Linked DNA regions of Mus musculus: all the other regions are linked to region 1. Evidence: chromatin contacts called from public HiChIP or PLAC-seq data. All regions are on one chromosome and are shown on one strand. The core of a region is the stretch at or near the end of the contact, and the rest is flanking DNA. Distances in the headings are between cores, read along the strand shown.

The links. HiChIP or PLAC-seq counts read pairs in DNA pulled down with a chosen protein or histone mark.
Region 2: an H3K27ac HiChIP or PLAC-seq map of embryonic stem cells shows a contact between it and region 1, with 7 read pairs. The contact joins the promoter of St8sia6 here to the promoter of Vim in region 1. A contact is called at or near these places in 3 of 39 promoter capture datasets (cranial neural crest, embryonic stem cells and stem cell-derived epiblast-like cells), 11 of 484 Hi-C or Micro-C datasets (B cells, CD4 T cells, embryonic stem cells and 1 more), 7 of 115 datasets of contacts at active chromatin or transcription factors (embryonic stem cells, large pre-B cells, memory CD8 T cells and 1 more) and 1 of 9 other capture datasets (embryonic stem cells).
Region 3: an H3K27ac HiChIP or PLAC-seq map of the HPC-7 cell line shows a contact between it and region 1, with 7 times the contacts expected there. The contact joins the enhancer-like site here to the promoter of Vim in region 1. A contact is called at or near these places in 3 of 39 promoter capture datasets (embryonic stem cells and pre-B cells), 1 of 484 Hi-C or Micro-C datasets (the N1E-115 cell line), 18 of 115 datasets of contacts at active chromatin or transcription factors (the 230-238 cell line, the HPC-7 cell line, bone marrow-derived macrophages and 15 more) and 4 of 9 other capture datasets (adipose tissue, embryonic stem cells, liver and 1 more).
Region 4: an HNF4G HiChIP or PLAC-seq map of pancreatic cancer cells shows a contact between it and region 1. The contact joins the enhancer-like site here to the promoter of Vim in region 1. A contact is called at or near these places in 4 of 39 promoter capture datasets (embryonic stem cells, hematopoietic stem and progenitor cells and neutrophils), 1 of 484 Hi-C or Micro-C datasets (granulosa cells), 18 of 115 datasets of contacts at active chromatin or transcription factors (the 230-238 cell line, T-cell acute lymphoblastic leukemia, acute myeloid leukemia and 15 more) and 2 of 9 other capture datasets (adipose tissue and liver).

The regions. Positions count from the first base shown.
Region 1 is chr2:13,572,765-13,576,670 of GRCm38.p6, reverse strand. It overlaps Vim (vimentin), which reads right to left and starts at 2,360. Exons shown (of 9, transcript NM_011701.4): 1 at 1,677-2,360; 2 at 1,070-1,130. The coding sequence starts at 2,239.
Region 2 is chr2:13,791,321-13,795,266 of GRCm38.p6, reverse strand. It overlaps St8sia6 (ST8 alpha-N-acetyl-neuraminide alpha-2,8-sialyltransferase 6), which reads left to right and starts at 1,747. Exons shown (of 8, transcript NM_145838.1): 1 at 1,747-1,923; 2 at 2,415-2,513. The coding sequence starts at 1,823.
Region 3 is chr2:13,326,751-13,330,931 of GRCm38.p6, reverse strand. Cubn (cubilin (intrinsic factor-cobalamin receptor)) reads left to right here. Exons shown (of 67, transcript NM_001081084.2): 49 at 4,105-4,181. Among named protein-coding and RNA genes, the nearest start is that of Gm13270, 57 kb to the right of the region's middle. Within about 2 kb of position 1,976, at least 9 of the 459 cell types and tissues checked have an H3K27ac peak or open chromatin away from gene starts, as enhancers often do. A contact at or near this core is called in the HPC-7 cell line and pro-B cells, where this site is marked.
Region 4 is chr2:13,355,639-13,359,870 of GRCm38.p6, reverse strand. Cubn (cubilin (intrinsic factor-cobalamin receptor)) reads left to right here. Exons shown (of 67, transcript NM_001081084.2): 34 at 1,642-1,752; 35 at 3,159-3,287; 36 at 4,171-4,232. Among named protein-coding and RNA genes, the nearest start is that of Gm13270, 86 kb to the right of the region's middle. Within about 2 kb of position 1,505, at least 21 of the 459 cell types and tissues checked have an H3K27ac peak or open chromatin away from gene starts, as enhancers often do. A contact at or near this core is called in adipose tissue, neural tube and pancreatic cancer cells, where this site is marked.

The sequences.
Region 1 (3,906 bases), core at 1,111-3,610:
AAGGATGCAAATGCCTTCAGAATGCTACCTTAGAACATTCATCTGGAGAGTTTGGCTGTTGATCCTAACAAGTGTTCCAAACAAGACTGAACTGGCCATCTGTCCACTTCGGGATGCTAAGGTAATGCCTAACCCTGGAACAAACACAAACAAACAAATCCTCCCTCCATAAAATACTCCATTCTTCAGTTTAGGGTTTAATTTTGTTTGTGGAGGGTGCTAATGAGTCTACAAACCCCCCTAAAAGGGGGCCTTTCCAAATGTGAGGGAGGACTTTAGCTTTAAGAACTTTGTACACGGCATACCTCACAAGCCTGGCCCAGACACAAGATAATGGATGTTAGCAAATACTTGTGTCCAATTGGAACTGTGGTTACATCATTACATATTCAATAAGAATGTAGCCTGTTGCAAAGCTGCTCTGGGAACACAAAGGCCCCTATTCTTTCTGTCCAGAGCCACCGCATTTGCCAGAACGTCCCTATCTACATTCCATAGTGAAGCCCATAGAAACCTTTAACACCCTTGAGCTACGGGAACAGATGGCTTCTTTTCACCCTTGTTAGATTTCAAAAATGGTTGTGCAATGACTCTTCTGCTAACTTTCACGCAGTGCCGAACTTCGAAGGAAGAAAGGGAACTTGGCTTAATTCCAGTTAAACTTTCTCATCCTCCAGAGTATTCTACATTTCCAACTGGAGGAAGCAACTGTGGTTTTTATGACCTTGTGAAAGTTAGCCAATTTCACCTTCACAATCCACAATGTAATCAAATTGTAACCATTCAATATCCGAATGTCGATATGTTTCAAAAAACGAAAGGAGAAATGTTTCGGGGGTGTGGGGGATCAGAAAAATCTGGAAACGAAGCAGAAAATAAAGCCTTCATGTTCCAAAGACTGCCCTAAATAGTGGAGTTTTTCAATCTGTGCGCTTTCCGCCGCCAGGGGGCTTTACAAGCAGACGTGAAGTTCTGCACCTTTTAAAACCTAAGGGAAGTAACTTTTAGAACCGCTCGCGGGTTGGCTCCATTGGGCTGCTGGCTGCATGTGAAAAAGAAGTCTACAAACCTGTCTGAATGACTGCAGGGTGCTTTCGGCTTCCTCTCTCTGGAGCATCTCCTCCTGCAATCTGAAGCAGCAGCACATTAATCAAAGGGGAACTGGAAAACCGCCAGGGGCGGGGCGGCCACACCCAACCACAAATGCCGCCAAGCCTTGAGTCCAGAGCTGCTGTGACACCTCCACCCACAGTAGTTACTGCAACTTGTCGAGGTGGCAGCTCTCTGCAGGTGTTAGCTGGAGTTGGGGCACACTGGAAAAGACAATCACTGCCCTTCCCTTACAATTACAGCCAATCCCCTGTCCCAATATCCCAGATGCCTTTGCCATCTCTTTGTCTGGAACCCTTCACACCCATTCTTTCCTCCTGTCTGGTAACTGTAAGCCCAGAAGAAGGACCTAAGAAACTTTCTAAAAAGTTCAATGGAAGTGCTTGAGTGAGGCGAAAAGAGAAATGTTCACTGCAAAGTTTAGGTTCAGGGTGGGGCCCGCTTCCTCTGCTATCCTCCAGACAACCGCCACCCCAGCCACATCCCCAAGGGCGTGGCAGCCCCAGTGCAAGGCCCAGGACTCCCCTCCCTCCCACACCCCACCACTCGCGTAGGTCAGGCCTTACTTCTCTCGCAGCCGCATGATGTCCTCGGCCAGGTTGTCCCGCTCCACCTCGACACGGGCCTTGTCGTTGGTGAGCTGATCCACCTGCCGGCGCAGCTCCCGCATCTCCTCCTCGTACAGGTCGCCCAGGCGCGACTTGCCCTGGCCCTTGAGCTGCTCGAGCTCAGCCAGCAGGATTTTGTTCTGCTGCTCGAGGAAGCGCACCTTGTCGATGTAGTTGGCAAAGCGGTCATTCAGCTCCTGCAGTTCTACCTTCTCGTTGGTGCGGGTGTTCTTGAACTCAGTGTTGATGGCGTCGGCCAGCGAGAAGTCCACCGAGTCTTGAAGCAGCCGCACGCCCGGCACGCTGCTCCGCAGGCGCACTGCCGAGGACCGGGTCACATAGGCGCCACCGGGGGATGAGGAATAGAGGCTGCGGCTAGTGCTGGGGCGCAGTGCGCTGCCCAGACTGTAGGTGCGTGTGGACGTGGTCACATAGCTCCGGTTGGAGCTGGGCCGGCTCGATGTGCCGGAGCCACCGAACATCCTGCGGTAGGAGGACGAGGACACAGACCTGGTAGACATGGCTTCGAAGGTGGGCTGGCTTGCTGCGGCTGGAAAAACTGCAACAAGGGAATGAGGGCGCGGTGGCTGTGAATCGTAGGAGCGCTGGGGTCTCTGGGGTCCCGGAGCAAGAGTGGCAGAGGACTGGACAACGCCAAGGGCGCTGCTTTTATAACACTGTTAGGAAAGAGGGTCCCCTCCCACTGCCATCCTAGCCGCCGAGCGAGCCAGCCAATGGGGACCCGGAAAGAAGTGAGGAAGGGGGGTGGGGGAGGGAGCTCCCCTCGAGCCTTCCTCCAGGGCTGTAGGGTATCAAGCACAGTCCTGTTACTAATTGGAAGTGCTAGGCCTTTCAGGGGCTTTCCTGGTGATCACCCGAACTCTCTACTCACCCTTGGGTGCTGAGAAAGAAGGGATCGCGGGAAGGATTCATGGGGGAAGGAAGGGGGGCTCTGGAAAGTTGAGTAAAGCGATCCCTGGCACTGGGCCAAAGGGGCGTGGGACTAGGCGCGCTGGTAGGAGGGGCGTGGTCGCAGTCGCAGATCTGCGGTCTTCTGGGACTGGGTGGGTGGGGAGATCCGAGAGCGGAGGAGCAGGAAGAGCCTGCAAAAGCAGTCCTGCAGATCGGAAGCCGGGGAGAGAGAAACAAAGAGGGCCCGAGATTGGGGGTGGAGAAGCACACAGCCCAAGATATCTGGCTCAAGACCTTTGCAGAGGGCTTGTTTGACGTGGTCATATCCCCTGATCTAACGGACTCAGTTCAACTAGAGAGGATTAGGAGCCACTGCCTCTGGAGTAAAGCCCAGGGGACGGGGTGGGGTCGCTGAGTCAGTGGATATGACTCATGGAGCCCTGAGGGTGAGATCGTCTAGCGGTTCAGGAAAACCGTTAGTTGAGATTGACTCCAGACTCCAAGAGCGCTAAGCTCATTCATTGTCCGAAGTTTTAAACCAACTTTGAGAATAACCGTTCTTGTGATTGTTGGGGAAGTGTGGAGAGTTCTCCTTAGAAAGAAACTCTTGCAGACCCGGGAGAGCCACAAAACACATCCACACACCCCTACCCCCATCCCCACCCCTGACGACAAAAGCTCCCTCCCTCCCTCCTTCCCTCCCTCCCCCTTTCTCTCTTTCTTTCTCTCTCTCTCTTTCCTGCATGAAACCACACCCTAAGTTCTGGGTGAAAGAGGAAACTACTTTGGTAATTTCAAAAGCAAGCCCAGTGATCTCGGCCTTTCTGAAAGTGGACTGCATTAGAAGATAAGCAAGTCGGACAAGAAACCATTGGGTTTTGCTAAAAAATCCAATTCGGTGAATGAGTTCGGAAGAAAGGCAGTTATGTAGCTCAAGTGATAAACTGAAGAAACAGATTTCTGTAGATTTTAGAGCAGCGATGCAGGGGAGAAGATTCTAGTGACTTGTCTGGGCAACGCCACAGATCCTATTTTCCACAAAGAAAAATCATGAAATCTAACTTGAAATGGCGACAACTGTCCACAAAACAAAAGGTTCAGAGTGTTGAGATGCAGCGACTGTCACCTTTTCAAAGGGAAAATGACCAGCTCAAGGCTATTGCTTCACGTTTGCTTCTAGGCAAGACTAAGGGGTCTCCGTTCTCCAAGGGAAAAGGACTTTTCAAGAAAGGGAAGTTAGGCCCTTTGTGATTAAGCACGGATAGAAAAATTACAG
Region 2 (3,946 bases), core at 498-2,997, 220 kb before region 1:
TCTTTGTCCTCGTCAGTTACAGCTCTTCATAAATACTCTTGCCTAGGTGGAAGACACAACAACGGATTTTTAAAAATCTGGATGAGTTCAAGGTCAGAGTTACAGCATTGTAAAGTTCATGGTTGGTGGTTGTCCCCTCCCCTCACAAATTAGTGAGAAAGGAAACTCCTGCCCTCTGCGCTCTCTCTCTCTCTCTCTCTCTCTCTCTCTCTCTCTCTCTCTCTCTCTCTCTCTCTCTCTGTGTGTGTGTGTGTGTGTGTGTGTGTGTTGTACATACATGTGTGCGTGCACGTATGTACAGGAACAAAAGCCAGAGGCTGGTATTGAGTGAGGTCTTCTATCACTCTCCACCTTATTGTTTGGCACAGATCCTCCCACTGAACCCTGCCCTAGCTAATTCATCCAACTCAAGTGGGCCATCTCTCCAGCCTCGTGTTGAGGATCAAATCACAGTTGGAGGATAGAGTTTCAACACAGAAACTGGATGTCGACCTATAGCTACGAGAAAAGAAATATTTGAGACAAATAAATGTCAACCATTTACTTGAACAAAGAAGGACTCGTGAATTAGGCAGCACTGGGAAACAGAAGAGGGGATATCTGCCTATCAGTGGGCAGCAAGCTTTTGGTGGGCGGGCACAAAGTCTTAGTAGAGGGATCACCTGATTGGCTACATGTAGGTAACTGACTTTGCGTGGTGTGATGAGTTAGCTGCCTATGATTGGTTGGTGCATTTTTCTCTTATTGGTGAAATTCTCGTGTTCGTTATAATTCCAATTAGGTTCTGGATTAGGCAAGAATTTAAAATCCAGAGATCACCTCCATTGGCAGTAGGCAAATCTGTTTTTCTGAAAAACATTTGGTAAACAATGGTAAACACTTCAGGTTTTGAGAGCTATAGACTCGCAGTCACCACTACTCAATTCTGCCCTTATAAGCAGTCAATCTGTCACACAATCGCATGCTCATCAATAATACAAATTACTGGACACAAAGATGTCCAATAAAACAGTTGTTTTAAAGCAAGCAGAGATGACTCTGGTCAAAGGTGGGTGGACAAATTGCCCTTGAAGATCTCTTGGTAATTTGGTGTCAACTGTCCACGGAACGTCGTGGGAAGGTGCCATGCAATGCCAGTCTACTCAAACGTTACCAAGTTCCTGGCAGCTTTCAGGCACGTGGGAGGATCCAACTGAGCAACCCAGTTTGCAAACTTTTTGAAGTGGGTCCTTTCTGCTCTTCTCTTCAGTCCTCCAGGTTCTAGCTCAGGGCCTCAGCTACATAGCAGAGTCGCAATGTGATTGGGTGGGTCACTTGGGGCCAAGCGCGCACTCGGGCGAAGGTGAGAGCAGCTGAAAAGTTGGAGCCCAATCAGCGCGGAGTTGAGCGCTCATACCCCAACCTTCAGGTGACCCCGCGTGGCGGCGGCGGCAGCAGTAGGCAGAGGCAGCGGCGGCTGCAGCGACCAGAGCCCGCAGCGGCTCCGAGCGCCTCCGGGAGGACAAGCGACGAGCTTGGAGAATCGTCATCCGCTAGCTGTCCGCCAGCTTCGCCAGCTTCGGCGGCCGGGGCTGGCTTGGAAGAAGCGAGCGAGCCCGAACGCGGCTTCTTCGGCTCGGTGCCCAGCAACACTGTTGCAGGCTGGGCTCTGGGCAGCCCCCAGAGTGCGGGCCCGCGCCACCGCCTTTGAACGCTGGGGGTGTGCGTGGCAGCGGCCGCGGTGGCGGCGGCGGCGAAGGCGGTGACCGGAGCGGCGAGTCGGTGCCGCCCGGGCTGCGCTTCGCCCCGGCAGCTTTGGCGGCGAGGACGCCCGTGGCTCAGGATGAGATCGGGGGGCACGCTGTTCGCCCTCATAGGCAGCCTGATGCTGCTGCTCCTCCTGCGTATGCTCTGGTGCCCAGCCGACGCGCCTGCCCGCTCCAGGTAATTCCCCGGCCTCAACTCGCCCCACCTGAAAGGTCCGGTGCGCCCACGCTGTGCTCTGGGTGTTGCTTCCAGGGGACGCCCGGAAAGATCCGGGTGACTGACCACTTTAGACTTTTGACTAAGCAGCTCCTTGAGGGTAGGGTGGAGATCAGGGGTCGCGGAGAGGCGACGCTTGGCCGGATGTCTTGGTTTGAAGTGGAAAGGGACACGTCGGGGTTGGGAGGGCTCCGGATAGTGCCTCTGTGGGCGAGGGAGCTGCAGAGCGGAACCTCCTGAAGAGGTTTCCCGCCAGGCTCCAGGACTCCCCCATTCTACTCCTGGTTTTGTCCTATGGGATTTTTCCTGTCTAACTTCAAGATTAGGGACCCATCCCGGGAGCTGGGGTGCACAAAGATGCTCTGATTACGTCTGGAGTGCAGTGCCCAGTCTGCCAGCCACACTGGCTTCCAACGCGGTGTAATAACTTAGTTTTCTCCCTGGCTGTGCAGGCTGTTGATGGAGGGAAGCAGAGAGGACACCAGTGGTACCTCAGCTGCACTGAAGACACTCTGGAGCCCGACAACCCCGGTACCACGCACCAGGAACAGGTACTAAGGCCACTAGGGACAGATGGACAAGGTCTGGGCAAGACTGCGAGACCCGTGGAACTCACTTGAGCGTTTTGCCTGGATATCTCTGTCTGTCTGTCTCTGTCTGTCTTTGACAGAGAGAGAGAGAGAGAGAGAGAGAGAGAGAGAGAGAGAGAGAGAGAGAGAGAGAGAGAGAGAGAGAGAGACTACGCACATCAACCTTTAAAAACACATCTCTCCATATCGGCTACACTTTCAAAGATGGGTACTGAATTCTGTAGATAAAGGTGTGTGGAAAACCCCAGAGAAGGCACTTGTCTATCTTTACTGAGAGATTTGGTTTGTGGGTTTTGTTTTCTGTTCTTTAAAGTGCATCTGTGTTGAGATCGAAGGAATACAATTCTTCAGTGTGTTTGTCCTGGATGAAAAAGAACTTACATTTCTTCCTTACTGTGGGTGTGTATTAATGTACAGTAATTATTGGATATCTATTATTCTGATTATAGAAATAACACAACTTAATATAGAAAGCCATAGGGGAAATACATAAGAGAATTTAATATTAACTCAGAGCCCAGACCCAGGTATCATTTTCAGGTTAGGACTACTTTATGTCTCTGTAATGTCTATTTCCTATATGTGAAAAGTACATGTGAGATTGTACTTTGTGTTTGTGTGTCATCTTTTTCCCCTAAAGGATCATAGGCCTGAACATGATTTTACCACCTCCCACCAATGTTGCTTGTTACTAGTTATTCACCATCTTAATATTCTGTAGTCTATTTAATAATTTTTTCTTTACTCATTTAAATGCTTTCCTATCTTCATTTCGTTTTGTTTGCTAGGAGACATTCTATTGAGTCTATCTTTGTATGTAAATCTTTATCTTCATTTCAGACTCATTTCCTTAGGAGGACTGATAGGAAGTTGGATTATTAGGTAAAAATGAACGTGCATTTAACGTTCTAAATCACGTTTCTTTCCAATTGCTTCCAAGAAGAGTTGAATCAATTTCTGCTTCCACACGTCCCCGGAGCAGGCTGCATCCTGTTCTGCTTTGTTATAACGATGGCAATTTTGTATACTGCCTCCCCCTCTCTCTTCCTCTTCATCCTTCTGTATATTCTTGGCTCTTGAATCCACCTTAATCTTCTGATTGCATGACTGGACATTGCTTTCCACAAGGCTCTGGGCCTGATCCTCAGAAAGATCTGGAAGTACTTAGAAGAAACTGCACTGAAGAATTATTGCCACAGGTGCCTCATTGGAATTCCCGAGTCTGGTAGGGACACTAGGAAATCCTGGAGTAATAAAACTCTTGATAAAAAGACTGATATGTGCTTGATTTCACCCAACTTTCTTGATTTCATGGAAGGAGTAGCTTTGCTTATGAAATGAGGGTGAGAGGACTTCTGCCCACAAGTCAGTCGTTGAACTATTATTGTTCATTC
Region 3 (4,181 bases), core at 727-3,226, 250 kb after region 1:
CCCCACCACCTCATTATAGGACCCTAAATGAAGCAAGCCCCCCTTGACCTGTTCCTTCATGTGTTGTCATTTCACAGTACTTCACACCAGCTTACTGAGAGCGAGAACTAGTTTCCTTTGGTGAATCCTAGTGGTCTATATTCTTGGAGATAAGGGTTTGATGAATGAATTGGGGAAATAACATGATTACCTTTTTTTAAAAAAAAAAGCTATTTTTGTTGTCAGTTTAGTTGTCTGCTGCTCAATCCGAAATCCCAAATTAATGTTTGCAATTTATTTTGACATCCCATGACATCCCCTCATCACTTGCAAGTACCTCAACATGGCCTTATTTAGCTTTCCGATTATTGTCTCAGGTCTAGTATCTGAAGTACTGAAATGTTTCCCCCAGATACTCAGTATAGAACCACTGTGGTTTTCTTACATTTGAGAGCCAGAGAATGCTGGGTGATGTTCCTGTTTTCTCTTTTCCTCCTCCTTCTTAATGCAACTACTCTGGGACTCTAATCCCTTCTAAGCATTTACATTATTGTTTCTAGCTAACATTTCCTATTTTGCACCTCTTTAGTTCGTTTTGGGTCTCATCTAGCCATGTCCCACTATAAAAACTGAGAAATTAGCTTCCTCCCTTGAGAAGTGCACACAGGGAATTCAGAGTACACATATTCTGTCCACTTCCCTGTTTCAGTCACACATGTCACAGTTTCCATGATTGGTCCACTTGGGTGATTGTGGAAACTACATTCAGGCTAAGCCAGGCAGTATGCTGTGCCCACGTTTCCATTTGCTTTTTCAAATAACAATAACAGTTGTACTATTTTTAGATTCTATAGATGTTAGTCACGAATTTTTCTACATATCTTCCATCAAAGACATGCATGTCTATTTTTGTCACCAGTATCCCTGTCCATCTGCAGCAAGCCATCTGGGAACCATTGTTTTGGGATTTTCCTGCCCCATTGTGTCTGTAGTCTCTTCATTGCATTCTGGACTGGCCAGCTGGCTCCATGATGCTGTACATTTCCTTTCTTAGTCAATTTCCTGTTTTCACTGAGGTACATGCTCTTGTAACTCTCTAAGGACACGAATATGTACAGCAACCTTTGAGTACCTATAAGATTTCTGCTTTACTAGAATCATTTGAATGTACATATTTAAACTATTATAGAATCATAATTTGAAGTTTCATGTAGTTTCTTTCAGTTTGCATCTCTATTTACATTGGTCTCTGAATTTCACATTGGATGTTTCCTTAGAGTCCTGGTTGTTCTTCATTCACGTTTTAAAAATCTGTGAAAAAGCTGATTGGGAGCTCTGTGTACATGCCTGAGCCTGGAAACTGGCATTTGTGGAAGTACCTAAGACAGACCTTTACTTATATTTATTTTCAAATATCATGGCTTCAGATCTTTTCTCACGGGGAGGATGAAACTCCATCAAGGAATCATTTTGGGAATTCATTTCTGTAGGAGGTTGTTTAAATTCCATTTTTTAAATCATTTTTATGCATTGGTGTTTACTTTCCTCCTCTACACTCCAAACAAGTGCAGGAATTAGTGTTTACCCACCCTCTGTGTACTTGAATGCTTGTCCGAAAAGAGGGAAACAAAGCCCAAGATCTACAGGCAGCATGGCTGAGCTCTGAGCATCCTGTTACTTGCTGAACACCACACCCAGCTGGACTGTGTTTGAAATTCCTACAAACCCAGCAACCAATCTGATGGCCAAGATGGAGGAAAGGAAAGGCTGCACCACACAGCATATGGGGTCATGAGACAAATGTCCAAATTTGTTCCACGTCATAGCAATTCTTAAATATTGACTGCCATGTGTCTGCTCCCATCTTATGTCTTCTGAGGCTTGTAGTTTCTGACTACAGAAGATCTTAGGAGATATGAGGTCACACTCTGGTTGCTTCTAAACACAGAAAGAAGTCCATACACTAACTGGTTGACTGCACATGGTTTACTCATTACAATTCTATGCTACCCCTACCTAAAGATGCAGAAAGAGGCAGTAGAGACCATTGTTCATTGCCTCCAACACAGCCTTGTTGCTTATAAATTCTTTTGATTCTGAGAACACATTACCCATTCTTGTTTATAGTAGCATGAAATATGCATTGTCTTCTCTTGCTTTGCCTTGTGGGAAATTTGGATCCAAATTCAATTATTCCTAGTTCTTGGATTTTAACAGACTGTAAATCTTTGTAGTGTACTGTCTGCATTTGGAAAACGGAGTCCTACTGAAAAACCAAGTAGGTAATTAGCAGAGTCTGGGTTCGTATCTGCACAAGAAGTGATGGGGACATTTCCTGTGTTCCTGTAACTAGAAGGCATTTTAAACCAGAAACCACCAAGCAGCTGAGTTCAGTCATTAATTACTGTAAATGAAAATGCTTGCATCCCTGGGAGTACAGCATGTCCTACTTCAACCAAGCTTTTAGTGCTATTATATCCAATAGTGATCCATTCAAATCCTTTTTAAAAATAGGAATATCAATCACCAAGTGAGTTGCTATTTATTTCTTAGAATTGTTTCTGCATTCTGAAAAGTGTTCACAAGCCTTGTGCAGAAGCACTCACTCTTCACTAGTCATAACTCAAGCAATTAATTGTATTTTGATGCCAGTAATAACACAGTTTTTAAAAGCCAGATGAGTATGAGCACACAAATTGGTTGTCCAGCACCAAACAGAATGTCCTGAAAACATATACAAGGAACGTTATACAGACTCAACGAGTGATATTTAAGAATGTATACATACATACATACATACATATATGCATGCAATAACAATTAGTAAAGAAAAAGGAGGCCATGAAAATGGGGAGTTGGGAGGGCTCTAAGAGAGGGTTCACAGGGCCAAAGAGGAGGAAGAACTGTTATAATTCTATTATAATCTCAAATACAAAAAGTTAAGTCAAATGATTAAGAATGTAGAAGCTTTAAATCCATAAATAATTAAGAAAGAGCCATTATAGTTACACAAAAATAGATTTTTTTTCCTTAAGTTACTTTTCAAGGAGCACTGGCTCAGTGGTTAAGAACATGTACCAATTTTGCAGAGGATGGAGCTAAGCTCCCAGTACACACATTGGACATAGCGACAACTGTTGCTCCAGCTCCAGGTAATCCCAATGTCTCTGGCCTCCTGGCCTCCTGGCCTCCGCAAGCACCTGTGTTGACATGCACATGGCCATACCAAGATACGCACAAGCACACCTAATTAAAAGCAGCAAAGTAAAACCACTTAACAGTACTTTTCAAGGTATTTAGAATGACTACATACACTTGGAATAGCCTAATACTAACATTTTCATTTCATGTGTTACAGCTTCCAAGGCACAACTAAGAAAATCCACAGAGTCTGTGAACTCTGTGAAGTATAAAGAAGGCTATGCCGGGGCCTAGCAAACATAGAAGTGGATGCTCACAGTCAGCTAGTGGATGGGTCACATGGCCCCCAATGGAAGAGCTAGAGAAAGTACCCAAAGAGCTAAGGGGAACTGCAACCCTATAGGTGGAACAACAATATGAACTAACCAGTACCCAGGAGCTCTTGTCTCTAGCTGCATATGTATCAAAAGATGGCCTAATCAGCCATCACTGGAAAGAGAGGCCCTTTGGACTAACAAACTTTATATGCCCCAGTACAGGGGAACGCCAGGGCCAAAAAGGGGGAGTGGGAGGGTAGGGGATCGGGGGGGGGTGAGTATGGGGGACTTTTGGGATAGAATTGGAAATGTAAACGAGGAAAATACCTAATATAAAAAATAAATTTAAAAAAAAAAGAAGGCACAGTGGCATGTTTACCTCAGACATAGAGCAGGGTCTCCACTTGCAAACTGTGCAGCAGCCTCTCCCTGTCACACATAAGAGGAGGACATACTTCCAATTTTTTCATTTGCTCAACATTGATTCTAAGGCTGAAAATAACACTCAGTGTGGCTCTGTGGCTTGTGGTCCTGGGAGAGGTGTCTGTGTACCAAGTGACTATGGTCTCTTTAGAAGGACATGAGTCTGGGCTGAGAATGCTCATCCCCTGAGGGATGTTCAGTAAGGTGGGCAGCATAGCTACAAGTCAAACTATTTTTCTAACAGGTATTCAATGGCATTAGAAACAACTCTCCCCGACTACAGAAACTGTGCAGCCGTGTGAATGTGACCAATGAGTTCAA
Region 4 (4,232 bases), core at 256-2,755, 220 kb after region 1:
GCCCTGGGTTCTATCCCCACAACTAAATGAATCGCATTTAGTTAATGGTATTGCATGCTTGTCGCTCCAACTTCTGGTAGGAGAACCAGAAGTACAAGGTCATCGTCCATTCATACCTAGTTGGAGGCTACTCTGGGATCAGTGAGATGCTTTGTGCAACAACAAACCAACAGACCAACAAAAAGACAAACGACTGAGGATGCAGTTACTAGAACACTTACCTGCCTGAAATGCACAAATACATACAAACAAAGTGTACAAATACAAGTAAAGTAGATGGTGAATGAATATGTGAATAAGGATAGAGATTGGAGAAATACCTAACTGTTGGAGGACGCAGGGTTGCAAGTTATTGATCACTAAAAGGGAAACTAATTGTAAAACCTGATCTCTCCTGCAATGGATATATTTATGAAATCAGTGCATGCCTAGAGGCCCTCAATAAATGCTTATTTTCTCTTTCTTCTTTTGGGGATCTTAGAATTCTGCTATGTGACATGGCAATAGTCCCTCCACATTTTCCAGGCAGAGAAAATGAGATGGCCTTTACAGGCCTGGCAGAATGGCTCCAAGCAGACTATTCCAGGCCTCATTATGAGTCCTGTTTCATCTGAACCCTCCCCTCCTTTCAGGTCTCTAGGAAGAAGTTGTGATTTAAGACACAACGTGTGAAAGCCATTAAGTTCTCTTCTCTGTTCTTTAATTAATGACTTTGTAAAAACAGGACAGTCACTTAGGCTAATCAGGTCCCTGCACAAAATAATTCTCAAAAAAGCTGGCCTTAAATATTATCTAACACTTTCACAAACTGATAGTATTTTATGGCCATTCATGGAATGTGGGAGCTGACAGATAATGTAATCCTTAGCCTTTGTACATGGAGAGGGTGGAGCCCCAACAAAGCCAAGATAAAGAAGCCCCCTGCATTGAGCTCAGCAGTTTTGTGCCTCCTGATTATTTTCTAATGATCTGCAAAAACATCTAGATGAAAGATCTCACCGCTACAAGGACAGCAACAGGAAAAGATCCCTTTCTGAGGATTAGAAACGCTGTAAAGACTACAAGAGGAAACTGCCATCTGGGCGCTGACTGTTCTTCCATGATTCAAAGCTTTCTTGATGGATGATTCAGAAGCTCTCGGGCACTGCTTCCGACCCCTAAATAAATTTGAGTGTGCTGGGAGCCATGTCCAGGGGGGAAAATATGCCTTAGTACAAGTACATGTAAGGACTCAGAGCCTAAGAAAGTGCTTCTCAGAGGAACACAACAATGGCTAACAAACAACACAAATAGAGCAAAACATAACAAAACAAAACAAAGCAAGCCGAAAACTATGTTTTCCAATAAGATGTCTCCAGAAGTCCCTGGGATGACCCTACCCAAGAGTCCTGATTTACCATGCCTGGCATTTTGGATTCTGCAGGCATTTTTCAAAAGCATTGATTCTGTTACTCTTCAAAGGAAGCCCTTTAGCGCGAAGCTGAGCCCTTAGCTCTGTTTACTCACCCCACCCCTGTGCAAAGCTGCCAGAAAGCAAGGGATTTGGCATCATCTCAGAGTACCAGGGGCAAAATCTCTCTGTTCTGCTTGCCAGTGTTTTATTAAATAACCAACACTCTTCTCTCTCTTTTTTTTCTACAGTCAATCATATTGCTCTCTCCTTTACTCACTTTCATCTGCAAAGCAGCACAGATTGCACACGGGACTTTGTAGAAATTTTGGATGGCAGAGACTCTGATGCACCTGTCCAAGGTACCGGAGATTTTGTCATTTCATCTGTAGTCTTGTCACGTAGTGTGTGTGTGTGTGTGTGTGTGTGTGTGTGTGTGTGTGTGCGTGTGCATCCCAAGTGTGCAGCCATGCACACAGACATTCACAGTGTTGACATTCAAGGTTACAGTGTTTTCAATAAGCATGAAGAGCCTCAAACCACATAAGAATAACCAGAGGGTAGGAAAGCAGGACAATGTGGGGCTCATGAAATTCAACTTACTTATCTTCTACATGCAATTTGTGTATTTTAACTTGTTTCTGAAAGGCAAGTTGCAGATACTAAATGACAGTCTGAGGCAGGGGCAGTAGTGTGACAAAGACTGTTTTGGCATTAGACAAAAGTCTTTCTGAAGCTTCTGGAGAGTACTTTAAAATATGTCTTATACTCCACTGGACATGTTTCTTCTGTCCCCAGTGGGAGGAAAGCATTTGAAAATTAGTTAATTGACTTCATTAAAAGTCCACCAGTTGGTGTGCTAGACATCATGATAAAGTGTGTGATATAGCTCTTGAGATGGTTCAGACAAAATAACTTCACATGCTTTAAGCTTTCTCCATGAGACTTTACCATGGAAAAGTCTCCCTGGCAGAGGGAAGCGCCATCAGAGGAGGTTTCAATGCTATTCCTGTGCCGAGAATGGAGCCTGAGAGAATGGTGGACAAAGAACAAGCCCCAGGCAAACCCCTCATTGTAATGTTTAAGATATTAATCCATTCACATTGGAACAGGATGTGTTATAGAATGCACACTCCTACCCAGTTATCTCCTGTGGAGTACTGTTCTAAGTATTTTATAAGTGGTAACTCAGTCTTTACATCCTTATGAGATGGGTTTAATTATTTCTAATATGTCCTCCTCTTCACATGGGGCAACTAAGTCACAGAGCACCCACAGTACTTGTCTCAGGTTATGTTGCTAGTAAATGACAAGCAAGGCATTGAACCCATGTAACCTGGCCCATCATCTGGAGCCTGGTCACATCAACTTTCCTCTGTCCTCCTATTGCTTTCTATTGGGTTTATGAATCATCCTGGCTATGCTTATTTTTGAGGTTTATCCTTAGTGGTCAGGCATTGTCTCAAACACAAGGCTAATGTAAGTGGTTCTGCTTGTGATTTCTTGGTTTTGTTTTGTTTTGTTTTGTTTTGTTTTTTGAGACAGGGTTTCTCTATATAGCTCTGACTGTCCTGGAACTCATTTTGTAGACCAGGCTGGCCTCGAACTCAGAAATTCGCCTGCCTCTGCCTCCCGAGTGCTGGGATTAAAGGCGTGCACGGCCACCACGCCCTGCTATGCTTGTGATTTCTTGTATGTACCTGGAAAAACTGTGTGTCGTCCCTGCCATGCTGTCACTCACCTCCATGTGGTTCTCTTCACCCTTTAGGCCGTTACTGTGGTACCTCTCTGCCCCATCCCATCATATCATTTGGCAATGCCCTGACAGTGAGGTTTGTCTCTGATTCTGTGTACGGTTTTGACGGTTTCCATGCCATCTACTCTGCATCAACATCAGGTGAGTGGGAGGGATTAGCATTAACAGATGACCTCAGGGTTAGCAGACATGTGGTAGAAGTCTTTGGCTTGTTATTTGGGGCTCTTTTCATTTAACGTTGGGAGCTAATTCTTGAAATTTCCCCTGTACCTTCTTTATAATTCAATGTCTACATTCTGACAACCATGAGGTATAGAAGTGAGAAAAATCATCTGTAAACCTGGCCATCTCTTAGCTAAACCTTATTTGTCTGGGAGACCTGTTCTCTACTGTCACAGCAATGTAAACATGAAGTGCTAAGGCACTCCATGACTGCCAGTTTGATAGAAGCTCTTATGGATGTACAGCCTCATGGTTGTTCTTGTCTTGGGAGCTTGATGGTGGGGTCAGGTAGGTCTGGCTGTGCATGTCCACTGTGCAGTGAGGCATCTAAGCAGGAAAGGAAAGGAGTGCCATCCAGCCCTGCGGCTCTTGGCCAGGTGGGGCAATTACAGCCAATGTGTAGAAAGATGAAGAACAGTGTGTTTCACTACCCTCCGCAGAGGGAAAAGCTGTAGAGTTTCTTTTTACATGGCAACCAGAGAAAATTACCTTCTCTTCCAGGCTAGGGTTGAAGAGCATACTGGACAAGATTAAAAACAAGTCTTCCTAAAGTTCTAGTTCACATGGAGAAAGCCTTTTAGAAAGGGGTCCCCTCCAGCTCACCATACTGTGGAGTTCTTGGGTTTCTGTTTTCAGACTCCTCCCTCTGTTACTGTGCGTGACACAGTTGCTTCTTCATATGGAATGGACGCGCTTTGTCCTTCATTTTAGATACTGGCTCTAATGCCCTTCCACTTGTGTCTTGTGGTGTCTTCCATTTTGTCTTTGCTCTGAAACCCCCTTTGTTTCTTTTGACTTTCAGCTTGTGGTGGAACCTTCTACACGGGCGATGGCATCTTCAATAGCCCTGGCTACCCAGAAGAC